5 separate regions of the Gossypium hirsutum genome follow, and all the other regions are linked to region 2. The links are chromatin contacts, called in public Hi-C maps. All regions are on one chromosome and are shown on one strand. Each heading gives the region's core, a stretch centred on a gene start, on an enhancer-like site or on the middle of the called end of the contact. The rest is flanking DNA. Distances are from core to core; before and after follow the strand shown. Region 1 holds the start of LOC107886278 (ubiquitin-conjugating enzyme E2 variant 1A). Region 2 holds the start of LOC107886326. Region 3 holds the start of LOC107887607 (plant UBX domain-containing protein 2). Region 4 has its middle 14 kb from the start of LOC107886277. Region 5 holds the start of LOC107886282.

What was found. A called contact is a pair of places that touch in the nucleus more often than the background predicts.
Region 1: a Hi-C map of leaf shows a contact between it and region 2, with 5 times the contacts expected there. The contact joins the promoter of LOC107886278 here to the promoter of LOC107886326 in region 2. A contact is called at or near these places in 7 of 34 Hi-C or Micro-C datasets (callus, hypocotyl, leaf and 1 more).
Region 3: a contact with region 2 is called in a Hi-C map of leaf, with 2.2 times the contacts expected there. The contact joins the promoter of LOC107887607 here to the promoter of LOC107886326 in region 2.
Region 4: a Hi-C map of leaf shows a contact between it and region 2, with 2.9 times the contacts expected there. The contact joins the enhancer-like site here to the promoter of LOC107886326 in region 2. A contact is called at or near these places in 2 of 34 Hi-C or Micro-C datasets (both in leaf).
Region 5: a Hi-C map of leaf shows a contact between it and region 2, with 2.5 times the contacts expected there. The contact joins the promoter of LOC107886282 here to the promoter of LOC107886326 in region 2. A contact is called at or near these places in 3 of 34 Hi-C or Micro-C datasets (hypocotyl and leaf).

Annotation. Positions count from the first base shown.
Region 1 is chrA03:86,828,311-86,831,010 of Gossypium_hirsutum_v2.1, reverse strand. LOC107886278 (ubiquitin-conjugating enzyme E2 variant 1A) reads right to left here and starts at 1,258. Exons shown (of 5, transcript XM_041097801.1): 1 at 985-1,258. The coding sequence starts at 1,012.
Region 2 is chrA03:86,033,198-86,035,897 of Gossypium_hirsutum_v2.1, reverse strand. It overlaps LOC107886326, which reads right to left and starts at 1,384. Exons shown (of 5, transcript XR_005913943.1): 1 at 1,154-1,384.
Region 3 is chrA03:86,917,107-86,919,806 of Gossypium_hirsutum_v2.1, reverse strand. It overlaps LOC107887607 (plant UBX domain-containing protein 2), which reads right to left and starts at 1,255. Exons shown (of 4, transcript XM_041097832.1): 1 at 867-1,255; 2 at 1-748. The coding sequence starts at 716.
Region 4 is chrA03:86,681,618-86,684,317 of Gossypium_hirsutum_v2.1, reverse strand. No RefSeq gene overlaps it. Among protein-coding and RNA genes, the nearest start is that of LOC107886277, 14 kb to the left of the region's middle. Within about 2 kb of position 1,362, at least 1 of the 9 cell types and tissues checked has an H3K27ac peak or open chromatin away from gene starts, as enhancers often do. A contact at or near this core is called in leaf, where this site is marked.
Region 5 is chrA03:86,896,324-86,899,023 of Gossypium_hirsutum_v2.1, reverse strand. LOC107886282 reads right to left here and starts at 1,255. Exons shown (of 5, transcript XR_005916358.1): 1 at 965-1,255; 2 at 1-901.

The DNA of each region.
Region 1 (2,700 bases), core at 9-2,508, 800 kb before region 2:
AGATGGTTGGAGAAAAGAAATCCTTGATTTTGGAATCATACAAGTACACCTTTAAGGTCAAAAAATGTGGTGAAGGTAACATAATACCTTTTTAAGAGAGCTAGCACCTTATCAACAGTTTCATATGCATCCCATATGAAGAGTCAAAATTGGCCGTTTTGGAAAAATTTCATGCATTATATATAGCTGCCATATACTACAAGTCCTAGGCATGGAAAACAAAGTAATACCTGTTTAAGGGTTATTGCTTCTTTTTTTTCCAGAATTTACTCAATCAACATCAATATCCCTTATTTGTAATAAGGTACACGAAAGAGTGTTGCCAGATCTAACTAGTTATAATAGTATATTATAATGGCTTTGCCACAGCTAGAACTATAGATAACTTAAACTCAGAACACTACATAAAAGAAAGCAAAAAAGATAAGGAGTTAACAAAGAACAAACATATTTTAATCTGTGTTCGCGTTAGCATTTTACAGATTACAAACCGTAGGGCAAATGAAAAGAGACTAAATCTAAAAGCAATTTAAACCCTGGCTACACTGATTCCATTCCTACAATATCTCAATCTCTCCACACACACACACAAGGATACAAACTCAATCATTAATACTTCTAAAGAAGCCCCATCAAACACTGGCAATAAAATCCATTAAGAAAATAAAAATCTTGTAATAAATTCCAACAGAAAAGCCCGTAAAAGTTTCACCTTGAATATCAAGCCAAGCACAACAAATCCATTCTCAAGCATTTCGAAACAGTACTTCGAACTAAACAAAAGAGCACCAATAATCAAAGCTAAAACCCTTTTCCACCAAATCCAAACATTATCCCAAAAAGAAAAATCCCAGAGATTCAACATAACCTTCAAAGCCCCATCAATCGAACAATAATAACAAAATTTCACCGATAATCGAAAAATATGAGGGAAATTGGGAAAAAAATGAGGGAAATCTAGGGCTTCGAAAATCGAAGACTTACCAACAACCCTCGATCCTTCAGAACCCATTCCTTCTTTTGATCGTTCCAATTCAAAGAAATAAAAGAGAAAAAAAAAGGTAGGGTTTTCTCTGATTCAGAAGAGACAATCCAAAACAAAAAGCAAAATTAAGAGTAAAAACACGAAAAAGGAGAGGAAAATTTGTAAAGAGTAAAACAGTAAAAGGGGAATGATTAGATAGAGAGAGAGATTTATACTTTATAGTGCCTGAAAGTCCAACTCCTCCTACACCTCACACCTCGCAAAGGTCCACTCGTAAAACCTTATTTTATATATATATATATATATAATATTATATTAGATTCTATAACAACTACTAGAATCTTTCAATTAAGTCTTAATTTAATTAGTATTAACTTCATTATCTCTGCCCTTAGAGTCGGTTAGATGCGCATATTTATTTCGCAGTTAAGAATTTGAATAGAGTCATAAATTGTTCTAAATATTTGTATAAAAAAGTTATATGAGTGAAAAATATTTTATAGTAAAAAATATATTTATAAAATTATTTTAATAAATGATTATAAGTGAAATGGTAAGAGATTTTTATATAAATTAATTGGTTTTATATTTGATTTTTAAATAATAATTTTAGTTGTCTTATTTTTAAAAAGATAAAAATATATTTATAAATATATTACTTGCCTCCTTTAAAATAAAAATATTTTAATAATTTTACAATTGAATACTATCAATTTGACTTATAATGCTAACTCAATCCACCTTTTTATATATGATATAGATAACTTCTTCTTTTTTGTCATTTCTTGATAAATTAATATATTTTAATATTATCTCTTATATATATTATTTTATATAGTCTGTAAAGGCAAAGGTTCTAAATCTTAGCATCTAGTTTCGAGATCCATCAAACTTAATGTGTATCCAAGTCCCATCATATGTTGTTTGTTGTCAAGGGTAAATCTCAAAACTACACATAAATCTTGATTCGATATGTAATTTGATATATGAACTTTGATTTGGTGTAATTATACACTTGGAACTTTGATTGTAATTTAAATGTATACATGAAACTTTACTTTTAATCCAATTGTACAAATTTAAAAGAATAAATACATAAATTTAATTGTATATTAGATATATAATTACTTGTCTTAATGTCTACTTAATATGGTGTCATATCGATAAGTATGTTATTAATTTGTAAAAATTGAATTAAAAAGAAGTCTTAAAAAGTTGTCATGTGTCTTTTTTTTATTAATATTTTACTATATTTCTATAGGACACTTGTCAATCCCGTAACCCTATTTGTGGAGTCTAAAAACTCCATTGGTAAGGTACCAAATATTTTCTCCTAAATTAATACTCCATGTATAAAATTGCACAAATCAAAGTTTATGTATAGCATTACACATTGAATCAAAGTTCGTTTTGAGATTTATCCCTTTATTATCATGTGTGAGTTTTAGTTCGGTTGATCAATTTTAGTCTATTTGTGTTGTAATTATTTAATTCTACACTTTAATCCAGTTTTAGTCTATCTGTATTGTAATTATGTGATCATACACTTTGTGGTTGTTGGGATATGTCCTCGTATTTGTATTTTGATTGTATTTGTAAACTTTCAATATATATATATATATATTATATTTTAATTATTTAGTAATGTCGTGTTTACATATATTAGTTTCTAATACCACATGTGTTTCATGTGATTTTTTTTAGATAAACAACCA
Region 2 (2,700 bases), core at 135-2,634:
GTTGAACCAAGCAAAATAAAAGGCATTAAAAGAATACTTAGAGAAACAATTTGGAATCTATTTCCTAGAAAAGAGCATCAAATTCTAAAAAGGGGACAATGCTTCCATTATCATAACCATGTAGCCAGATGGTACTTTATCCAATCCACCAGATGGGATAATTACTAAGGAAAATTATCATTTAAACCCTGTGTATGCATGCACATGCAACTATTCCATTATATGGAGATAGTTAATCCTCTTGTGAGTCATGACATTAATTTATACTTGACTCCTTTTTTTCTTTTTTAAAGTATTTATACTAGACTCCAATGACATTAGGAAGGGACTGATTCCTTGGCAGCTCACGTATAGAACAAGAAGCAGGATATGCTTCCCTCATCACTCTTTTGATGGTGTACTCCTTTTTGGCAACTCTTTATGCGTCATCCACATCAATCCCAATCCAACATAGGGAACTGCCACCAGCTTATAATGGCATTAACGTTATACTGGGCTCACTAATTAACAGAACAAGAAGCAGGATCTATTCTCACTCTTGATGGTTACTCCTTTTTGGCAACTCTTTATGCATCATCCAGATTAATCCCAGTCCTACATAAGAAACTATCACCAGCCTATGCTGCCCTAAAATAGCATAAGACTCGTTGGCTAACTCAAAAATACGTTCATTTAGCGCTAATTAGAGATTTACTGGATTGATAGAACGGGCGATATAAAGTTTCAGTTGAAACTTGAGAGTAACTTGACAGTCCTAGTGATAATAGTAACAAATATAATCATGTATTTTTCAGCTCAATATATTAATCCATTCATCCCTTGAGCAGTTTCACAAAGGAATTGTTTACACATTAGGAAATAGATTATTTCAGTTCCATATTGAACTGCTTGAACCTCCATATTTAAGTGAATTGATATGAATGAACCTGTCAGAACTTAAACATGATAGTTGGGCCCTTTCTTATAAGCTCAAGCTTTCAATGATCCAATTTAGAAAACCTACACTGTGAATCACTAAATTTCAATTTCTGCACGAAGCATAAATGAATTAAGAGCAGTTCCAATTCTGTAAAGAGCCCAAACAACTCACCAAAGTTATAATATAACAAAAAAAAAAGGGGGAGTCCTAAAACCTGAAGGGAAAAAGGCATACCATGAACTCGGTTAGCCAAATGGTGCAAGGCTGAGTCTTGATCTGATTGAAACTTCAAGGGAACCCGACCAGGGGAAGCGATAAGATCGGATCCTTTTGGGACTTCACCAGAGCGACAGCCAACAAGTCGTAGCCCGTGGGTGGTGGGCTGGGCTATCTTCTCTGATACTAACTCGTGCGCAAGCCCACCTTCCCTACTGGAACTGAGTGAACTGAAAGATGGGATAAGAATCTTTTAGAGTCCATGGTGTTATACGTTTTTAATTTAAACGCAACCGCAAGATATTAGAATAAAAAGAAAAAAACCATTAAAATATTTGTTTAAATATGAAACAATTAAAATATTTTTAGAATAAACAATAAAACATAAATTAAAATTATATTTTATTAAATAATCAATAAAAAATATTAAAATCATACAATATTAATTTTAAATTATATTTATATTATTCTTAAAATATATATTCATATTAAATAATAAAATGCATTTGAATTATTTTATTTTTTTGATATCTTTCATTTTTGTTTTATTATCCACATTCGCGATCCCCGTAACTATTTCTCTTAATTTATTTTCAAGGTTTGGATATACATTATCTCTTAAGGAGTGTAATTTATCTTACCATTCTATCTAACACTTAGATAACATTTAGTAATAGAAAGCAATCATTTTCCAAGTAATTATTCTCATTTTATATTAGTTTAGAGTATTAATCTATTAATAAAGGTAAAAAAAAAGAAAAAAAAAAGAAAAAGAAGCTATTGCCTCATTCCTCCTCCTTGCTACTTGATATTCTTTACTACTTCAAAGAATTATTCAACGGAATCATCTATATATTATATCGTTTAAATATTAAATTCTATTTTTTTTCTCTTTTCTTCTGTGCATTAATTGAGAACATAGTATTTATGAATCTTTTCAAGCAAAAGGAAAAAAAATTAAAGTTCAAGCTTATCTCTAACATTGTTTTTAGCATAACCTTTTTACATAATTTACCTTTAAATTATGACGTGTTGTATGTGATTGAAAATTTTACAAGAATGATTTTCAAGAATGAATAAATGATTGATAATCAATTCCAAAGTAAAATGGATAAGACAAGTGATAAGTCAAATTTCAAAACAGTTACATGTCATATTCAGGTAAATTATTTTTTATCAATATGTAAATTATGTTACATTGGGGCTTTGGAAAAAAATAATGTAAAATGTATCAATTAAATTTTAATATTAATTATTTAATCCAAAAATTGGTTAAGAGTAAAGTTCATTATAAAAATTAAATATATAAATATTATATTTTATGTAATAAGGATAAATTTATAAATTATCATTACATTCCTAGGAAAATACTTAATGAATCAAACGTGATAATGTAACTTTCTCGATATTTTAATTAATATCTTTCAATGTATTCCAATAGTTGTAAAGTTATTTTCCAATCAAAATATAAAATAAAAAGAATTTGCCAAGACAAAATTATCATTTTTTTGTGTGTGTTTAGGAATAAGATTCAAAAAAATGTCTTTTCTTGTTATAAATATTTT
Region 3 (2,700 bases), core at 6-2,505, 880 kb before region 2:
ACAAATTCCAACAGTTCAACCCCTCCTGCTACCTCACCAATTGCCTCCCTTATCTTCGGATTACTCATTCGAAGCTTCCTAAACTTGTCATTCCCAGGTTCCTTAACTATATTCCTCAACAACTTGAGAACTACCTCAATCGAGCCTTCTGCTGGTTTCCCTGAAAGGAATGAACTAACACGAACCTCTACTTCACCTCTTGACTCTTCCAAAGCGGTCTCATTGGATCCAGATTCATCATCAGTTCCTTTTCTATCCAATGAATTGGTATTGTTGACACAAGTTTCAACATGTATAGACACCTCCTCCTCAGACCGATAAGAAGCGCCACAAATCGGACACTCGAATACATTTATAGTGAAACCATTTTTGGATACCTTACTAGAAGTGATGAATGAGTCGTAGGGATCAAACCCACTTCCCGTTTTGTGATTTGGTTCAGGATTAGAGTTGGAACTGGGCTTGTTTTGATCAGAAACCGGTGGTTTAGAAGGCAAAACGGGCTTAGAATTGGATGAGGAGGAAGAAGGGGCAGGGTTGGGAGTAGGAGAGGGACGGGTAAGGATGGGGTTAACAGGTCCAGAAGAAGAAGAGGAACCCAAGACTCGACCTTGGCCCTTGAATTTACCAGAAGAAGAAGAAGAAGAAGAAGAAGAAGAGAACTGGGTGTTGACTTTCTTCATGAAGCCCTTCAATTTATCTTTCATCTCACTCATGATTGGTTTCTGGGTACTATTCTCACTCCAAACTGAATTAACGATAATAATAATATAAGATCAGGAATCAAGAATGAAGGTTGGCATAAAAAACATAGCAGAAAATAGAAAAAGGGGGGAGAGATATACAGAAGAAAGGAGAATGTTTACCTGGGAAGAAGAAAATTGGAATTAGAGAGATCTTAATGGCTAAGATAGATGGATGTTAATGGCGGTCGTAAAGGAATAATAGTAGGTCTCTTCTCACGCTATTCAACCGCGTATCAAGTCTCTACTTAATTTAATAAGAAGAGTTATATCGGACGGAACCAGGGTAGAGGTGTTTAGGTATTAGCTTGGCTGCCCTTTTAACTGCTTACGCTGCTCTACTCATCTCCCTACCACCTTCAAATTCAACAAACAAAATATGTTTTTGTCTTTAAGGGGGGGAAATATGCAAAACCAATTTTACAAACACATTCTTCTTTCCTTTTCCTCCAGGAATACTTACTTTCATATCTAACCAACAGCACCTACAGTCTTCTTCAGAAAAGTGACTTATAATCCGTTTAAATTGAAATTTAATTAAATCAATTTTTTTATATTTTTATTAAGGGTAAATTGCACTAACAACCACTAAATTTTGGGATAGTTGACAAAATAGTCATATTAATTTCATTTCAGTCACTCAACTTTGGAAAAGTGACAAAATAGTTCTTTTTGCCGTTTTTCACGGCAAAGTGACATGGTACATGACGGTGTGCTTGGTGTCAAAAAATCTTCCAGTTGGCCGGTTACCACCAGTTTAACAGCCATATTAGTACCAATTTAGGGTTTAAGAAAAGAAAAAAAAAGAGAAGAAGAAGAAATGGAGATGCCTCCATTTTTCAAATCAATCCCATACTGCATCTCTGTTTGTGATTCCTCCAAACTTCATAAGTAATGATCTATGGCCAAAGCTTTAACCCAATTGCTTCATATTCTTCTGCAATTATTTAGGTATGGCTATTGCAACTTTAAACTAGAATGTTGTTGCTTTGGGGGTCACACTAACACAAGGGGAAGGCAATTTACCCAAGCTTCTTTTTAGTCTTGATCATGACATGTAATCTTCAAATCTTCAAATTTTGAATAAATGACCCACTTGTTGCAAGATTTTCTTTTTTGATTTTTTTTCAAATTTATTCAACTCGTTTACTGGTTCAATCGATAGGTCAATTTTTTATCAAAAATTTAGATTTGGGCATATTGTTATCTCGATACAGATGTATCAAGCAACCATTTGTTGGCTAGCAGTGCAACATTATTTTTATAATTACTGATATTTTATGTTGTGTAAATTCTTACATTGGTAAAAACTAATATATATATATATATATATATTCCTGGATCCATAAAATAAATTGATGTTAGGAATTTGATAACCGCAAATGTCTACAACAATATTTAAAATTAATTTTAATATTATTATTTAACTCATTTATATTGAAAAGAAATATTTTTAAAAAATATTTATGTTATATATTACTTTTTGAGTTAAAGCTAAAATTATTTTAAAGAGTTTAGGTCGGTTCCAACTCAGACTTGGTAAGAAGAATTTATTTACTATTGAAACTCCTAAGTCACTAGAGTATCGAGTATATTCCTCAAGAAAAAAATAAAATCAAACATTGTCGAAACCATTTTCAAATCGAGTTTTGGAAAATGGGAATCGATTTTAAAAAACGAAAACGGGAGTCGCCATCAATCTTTTTAGGTGTGATTGGATCACCTTTAAAACATTTTGTTTTAAAATCATTAGTTTTGGTCCACGAAATAAAAGAACGGGTTCGGGAGTCGGTTACGTAAGAGGAAGGATTAGCACCCTTGTAACGCCCAAAAATTGGTACCTAATTAATGTCTTTAATGTCGGAAATTTAAAAAATTTTAAGATGTAATCCTCTTTAAAATACTTTGATTTTGAAAATTTGAGTTCACTCGTATCAAAACATTGACACTAAGTTAA
Region 4 (2,700 bases), core at 113-2,612, 650 kb before region 2:
TTGCTCAACAACACCACAATGTTTTTACAATCATCTTTTTGACTTTAGCATCAAAGAAAAATGAACTCAATCCTCTTCTCTTCTTTCACATTATTCCAAAATGTTAATAAAATATTTTCGTAAATATGTGTCTATCACATGAGAACTTTAATATATGAAAAACAGAGGTTTTTTTTTTTTTAAGAATTGTATATGTAAATTGTCTAATACATACATGTGTTTTTAAATATGACCCACTTCAAATTTGAGCTTGTATTTAATACTAAAGCTAATAGTTAGGTTGACGGAATCACCTTATTGATAAAACGCAATTACTTACTATGACTTAATTAGAGAATTCAAATCATAATTTAAATATGTATGTTAAAATTAACCCTCAAAAACTTAAATAGAAATATTTATTTTTTTAAATGAAATCAAATAAAATGTGCCCGATTAAAAACTAATTTTAAACTTACATATACAAATAATAATCCGGGGTTTATAATTTTTTAAAAAGCATTTAATAGTGATTGCATATATTTTTAAACAGAATTATACGTTTAACAGTGTAATGCATTTGTAAAATAATTAAATTAATCTTTTGAACAGTAATATTGTAATTTAGGAAGTATTAACATTATATATATATTAGTAATTTAGTTAAAATTATTTTAAAATACTTTTTAGACTTCAAGTTAATTTCTTTATAAAAAAAACAACATTTTTTTTGAAGTAGGAAGTAATTTTGGAATAAAAATATTACATTATTAACACAAACTTATTAGTATTTTTGAAATAAAGTTAATATTGGTTTAAAATATTTAAACATTATTTTAAAAAATTTTAAAAAAATAGTAGTTAAAAATTATGTTTGAAATATAAAAGGTTTTTTTTAAATATTGATTTTATATAAGGTATAAGCATTAAATCGGATTAAAATATATAATATCAATTTTGTAATTGATCTGGAAAATTTTGTAATTGGTGAGGTTTGGCCTTGGGAGCACCAAAAAAGAACATATGTTTTTTCAGGCAACAAAAGTGAGTTGGATAAGCATCTTCTTTTTTGTGAACCAAAAAAAATATATAATATCAACTTTTTTTTTTTACTTTTAAAGTGAAAATGATTGTTGGAAATAAACCCATCAGACGAAAAAAAAAAAAGTCAATCATTTAAAATAGTATAAACTTTGAATACATTATTTAAATTAAAAAATATATATATAAACATAAAAGAAATTATTAATACCTAAAAGTTGATATAAAATTATAATAATATATAACCAAATTAAAAAAAAGAAGAAGATATGTATGTTGATTTTGTGGATACTAATATTAACTGCCCCACCATGCGAGACTTTTCATATTTTTATTTTATTTTCTTTCCGCCCACCCATACCACTTAAAATCAAAACATTAGTAGAAAGAAACAGGACATGTGAAAGGTTTTTATTATGGTTATACATAATTATGTGTTATAAATTTTTTATTACCTTATTATCACCAATTATATCAATTATTATTTTGAAAATTGGGTTAAAGGAATGTTTTCATTCTTTTGGGTTTAAAATGCAGTAGGACTACAATCATAAAATAATGTGATTTATCTTTTATAAATATAAGCATGTCCCTTAATATTTATATTCTTTTGCCAATTTAATTTTTATTTTTTTGAGTTAAATTTGATCTCTAATTTTTTTAATGACAGTCATAATTGACAATTAACTTTTTTAAAAAAGAGTTAAATTGCTTTTTTTTTAAATAAAAATATTGGTTAAAATATCAAATTTTTGAATATGACAATTCTCATGTATTTCATACTAATTTTTAAATTTTTTATGAGTTTTTTTATATTTTTAAATTTTGACTTGTTTTATTATTTTTTATTATTTTTATAATTTTTGAATTGTTTATTAACTTGACATAAAAAAAATAAATAGTGCTATGTCAGCATGAAGCACACGTGAATTGTTACGCAAGTTACCACACCAACATAGTTGAAAAATTAATGTTCCAATCAATATTTCTATAAACATATTATTTTACTACTTTTTGAAAGGTGAAAGACTAAATTTAGCTAAAAAATGAATAAGGGTCAAATTGGCAAAAAAATATAAACATTAAAGGCTAAATACATCATTATGCCTAAAAATAATTTATCTTTTTAGATTAACCCATAACTTGACCCCAAAATTATAACACATTATCACTTTGATACCTAAAAATTTAAATTTGCTTCACTTTAGTACCTAAAGTTTCCAAATGTTATATCTATTATTCCAAGACTTAGATCCATTAAAAAATACTATTACGGCAATAACATGCCATATCACTTTATTTTTTTCGAAATAAATTTAAAAAAAAAACAAAAAGTAGCAAAAAGAAAAAGCTAAATTAGTCATATATGCCAACAAATTTTAGGGAAATAGGCTATTTTTGGAGAGACTGTGTGAAAACACGTCTAGCTGGGCAGCTTTCTACCAGTTGACAAGAAAGCACCCAGTTGGATGCGTTTTCCCTTTAAGTTGTAATTTTCTACTATTTTCATACAATCAATTTCTTTGGTCATATGGTTAAATGTTAGTGGTTTTGCCCTTGAGTCCTAGGTTTGATTTCTTTCCCACTCACATTAGTATTTTTTATTTCATGTTGTTTTAAGTTTTATTATTATTGTTTTCAATTAATATTTTTAATATATCAATTTCCTTATTTAAATGG
Region 5 (2,700 bases), core at 6-2,505, 860 kb before region 2:
TCGACCTTAACAACAAGGCCAGTAATAGAATAAAGAAGCCAATAAAAAAGGAGAGCGGCGGCTATGAGAAGCGCGTTGCGTTGGCTCTTCATGATGGATTTCTGGTGATGGAGATGCTCGGAAGGAGTACAAGAATCGCCCTCACAGCTAGGCCGTGTCTCGTATTTCCAGTAAATATCCACCAGTAGGAAGAGGCAAAACGGGACCACCGACAAGAAGGGTTTGAGGAGGCCACGAGTGACGGCGATCAAGCCCTTACGGAGACCGTCGAGGCCAGGTAGCGTGAGGAGGAGAACCATGAGGGCTTCTGCACCCGCGGCGTAGCCAAGCACTACCCATTCTAGCGCCATGCTCAGTTTGGGGGGATTAGATCTGATATTAAGGAAGCGGAGGTGGCTTTAGGGGTTGGGCGGTTTAGGAATGTTCTTTGCTTTGCCTTGGGGGAGGTGGGCAGAAATGGAGAAAGGAGGGACAGGTGGATTGTTGTGGCAGTGTGTGTGAGGAGCAATAACACATGGAAATTCGGATGATTAGGCCCAATTCAAGTTCAAAGGTTAAGGATTTGGGCCCTTTTAAAGACTTGCCAAGTGTACCATACTTCAAATAAAAAAGCAGGATAATGAACAAGCACTTGGATTCAAGTCAAAAACTTTTGGATTTATAATTGATGTAAATGCGGGTGAGGAGAATCATCATAACAAAATAATTTACATATAATAGAAGGAAGTGATTTTTCAGCCGAATCCAATCTCCTATTAACACTAACACTGCTTTGGAGTCAAGCTCAAATCCTATGTTTTTAATCCAAGCAAAACGCTATTGATTCAACAAGCTGAGCATCCAAATGCCCTGTCAAGGAGCTCCTTCTGCGACAAAATCCGCTTCTTGGCGAACCTGAAAGCTGCAAAAAATTATCAGCAAAAGCAATAAGATGATCATGATTGAAGTCTTTGTGTTACCATACCCATAGAGAGGTGAGGAGTCAATTCCTAGCGCACCGAATCTCCCATCAAAGTAACCTATTATAAAACCAGAGAGATAAGATTGTCAACACAGACAGAATTGCACTAGTACATGCTCAATATCCTCTGGCAACCTGTACCGCTCACATGGATACCCTTCCAATCAAGCAACACCTCACACTTGATAAAACTTGTCAAACACCTCCAGCAAAAATGTTTCACCTTAGGAGGCAAGTCACAATTCCAAATGCTTTGCCAACACCCCGTAACAGACAGATTCGGAACAGCAGTAAGCTATTAACATCCACCCTATAAACCGACAGTCTATTCATCCCATTAGAAGGTTTGAAATACTAAGCGGAAGCTTTAAAATTCTGTCCACATCTGAAGGTGCAAAGATTCCTCTTGTAACAACATCTCAAGCCGTTCCATCAAATTTTCAGGGGTGAGATATGCATGTAAAGAAGGACAACTAGCATGATAGAAGAAGATATGCATATAAAGCAACAGGGTGAATAAAAGTTGTGATTTAATTCATACTTACGATTTTCCCAATTTCAATTAAATCTTTATATATATTTAAAACAAAACATCTACAAAAATAAACTTACTTTTACGTGGAGGACCTAATTTTTGACGTATAAATAGCTTAAAGTTTTGTCATGTATTATATCATTTACTTTTAATTCAAACTAATAAAATAGTCACTTTTGTTTACCTCATATTACATTTTATTCATTTATGTTTGAAATGTTACTTTTTAGTCCCTTACGTTAACACGGTGTAACATTTTAGTCACTGAACTGTTAATTGACGTTAACGGTGTAACGGTAAACTACCGTAGCACGTTAAATCATCATTTCAAACAAAAAAAATTAGGTTAAATTATATAATTGTTCCCCATATTTTTTCATTTTGAGCAAATTTAATTTTTTTCTTTTATGTTCTTTTAACTTTCTTTATTTTTTATTCTCTTCTGCTTCTCCTTTTGTTTTCCTCCCATCTCTATCTCTTTTAACTTAGTTTTTCTATATTTTCTATTTGTTAAAACTAGTCCCTATACTTTTATTTTTTTAAACAATTTAATTTTTCTTTTTATTTCAATTTTTTTCTTTTCTTCCTCCCCTTTAGTTTTAACAAATGAAAAACATAGAAAAACTACATTAAAAGAGATGGAGAAGGGAGGAAAACAGAGGAAGAAGTAGAAGAGAATGAAAAAAAAGAAGAAAAGTTAAAAGAATACAAAAGAAAAAAAATTAAATTGCTCAAAACGACAAATATGAGGACCAATTGTATAATTTAACCTGAAATTTTTGTTTGAAATGATGATTTAACATGCCACGTTAGCTTACCATTACATCATTAATGGTAATTAACGGCTCGGTGACTAAAATGTTACAATACATTAACATAAGTGACTAAAACTTAACATTTCAAACATAAGTGAATATAATGTAACCTAAGGTAAACAAAAGTGACTATTTTAATAGTTTACCCTTAATTTTATAGGATTATTTTTTTCTTTCAAAAAACATTTGTCGAAACCATTTTTTTGAAAATGAGTTCGACTTTGATTTTGAAAACGGAAAAATGAGAATGGAGTCGCCACCAATCCTTTTTGTGAGGTGTGATCGGATCACTTCGTAATCTGATTGTTTTAATGAAGTGTTTTGTTTTACTAAAACAATGATTTTGGTCTACGAAATTCGAGAAAACGGATTCGGCAGTCGATTACGTA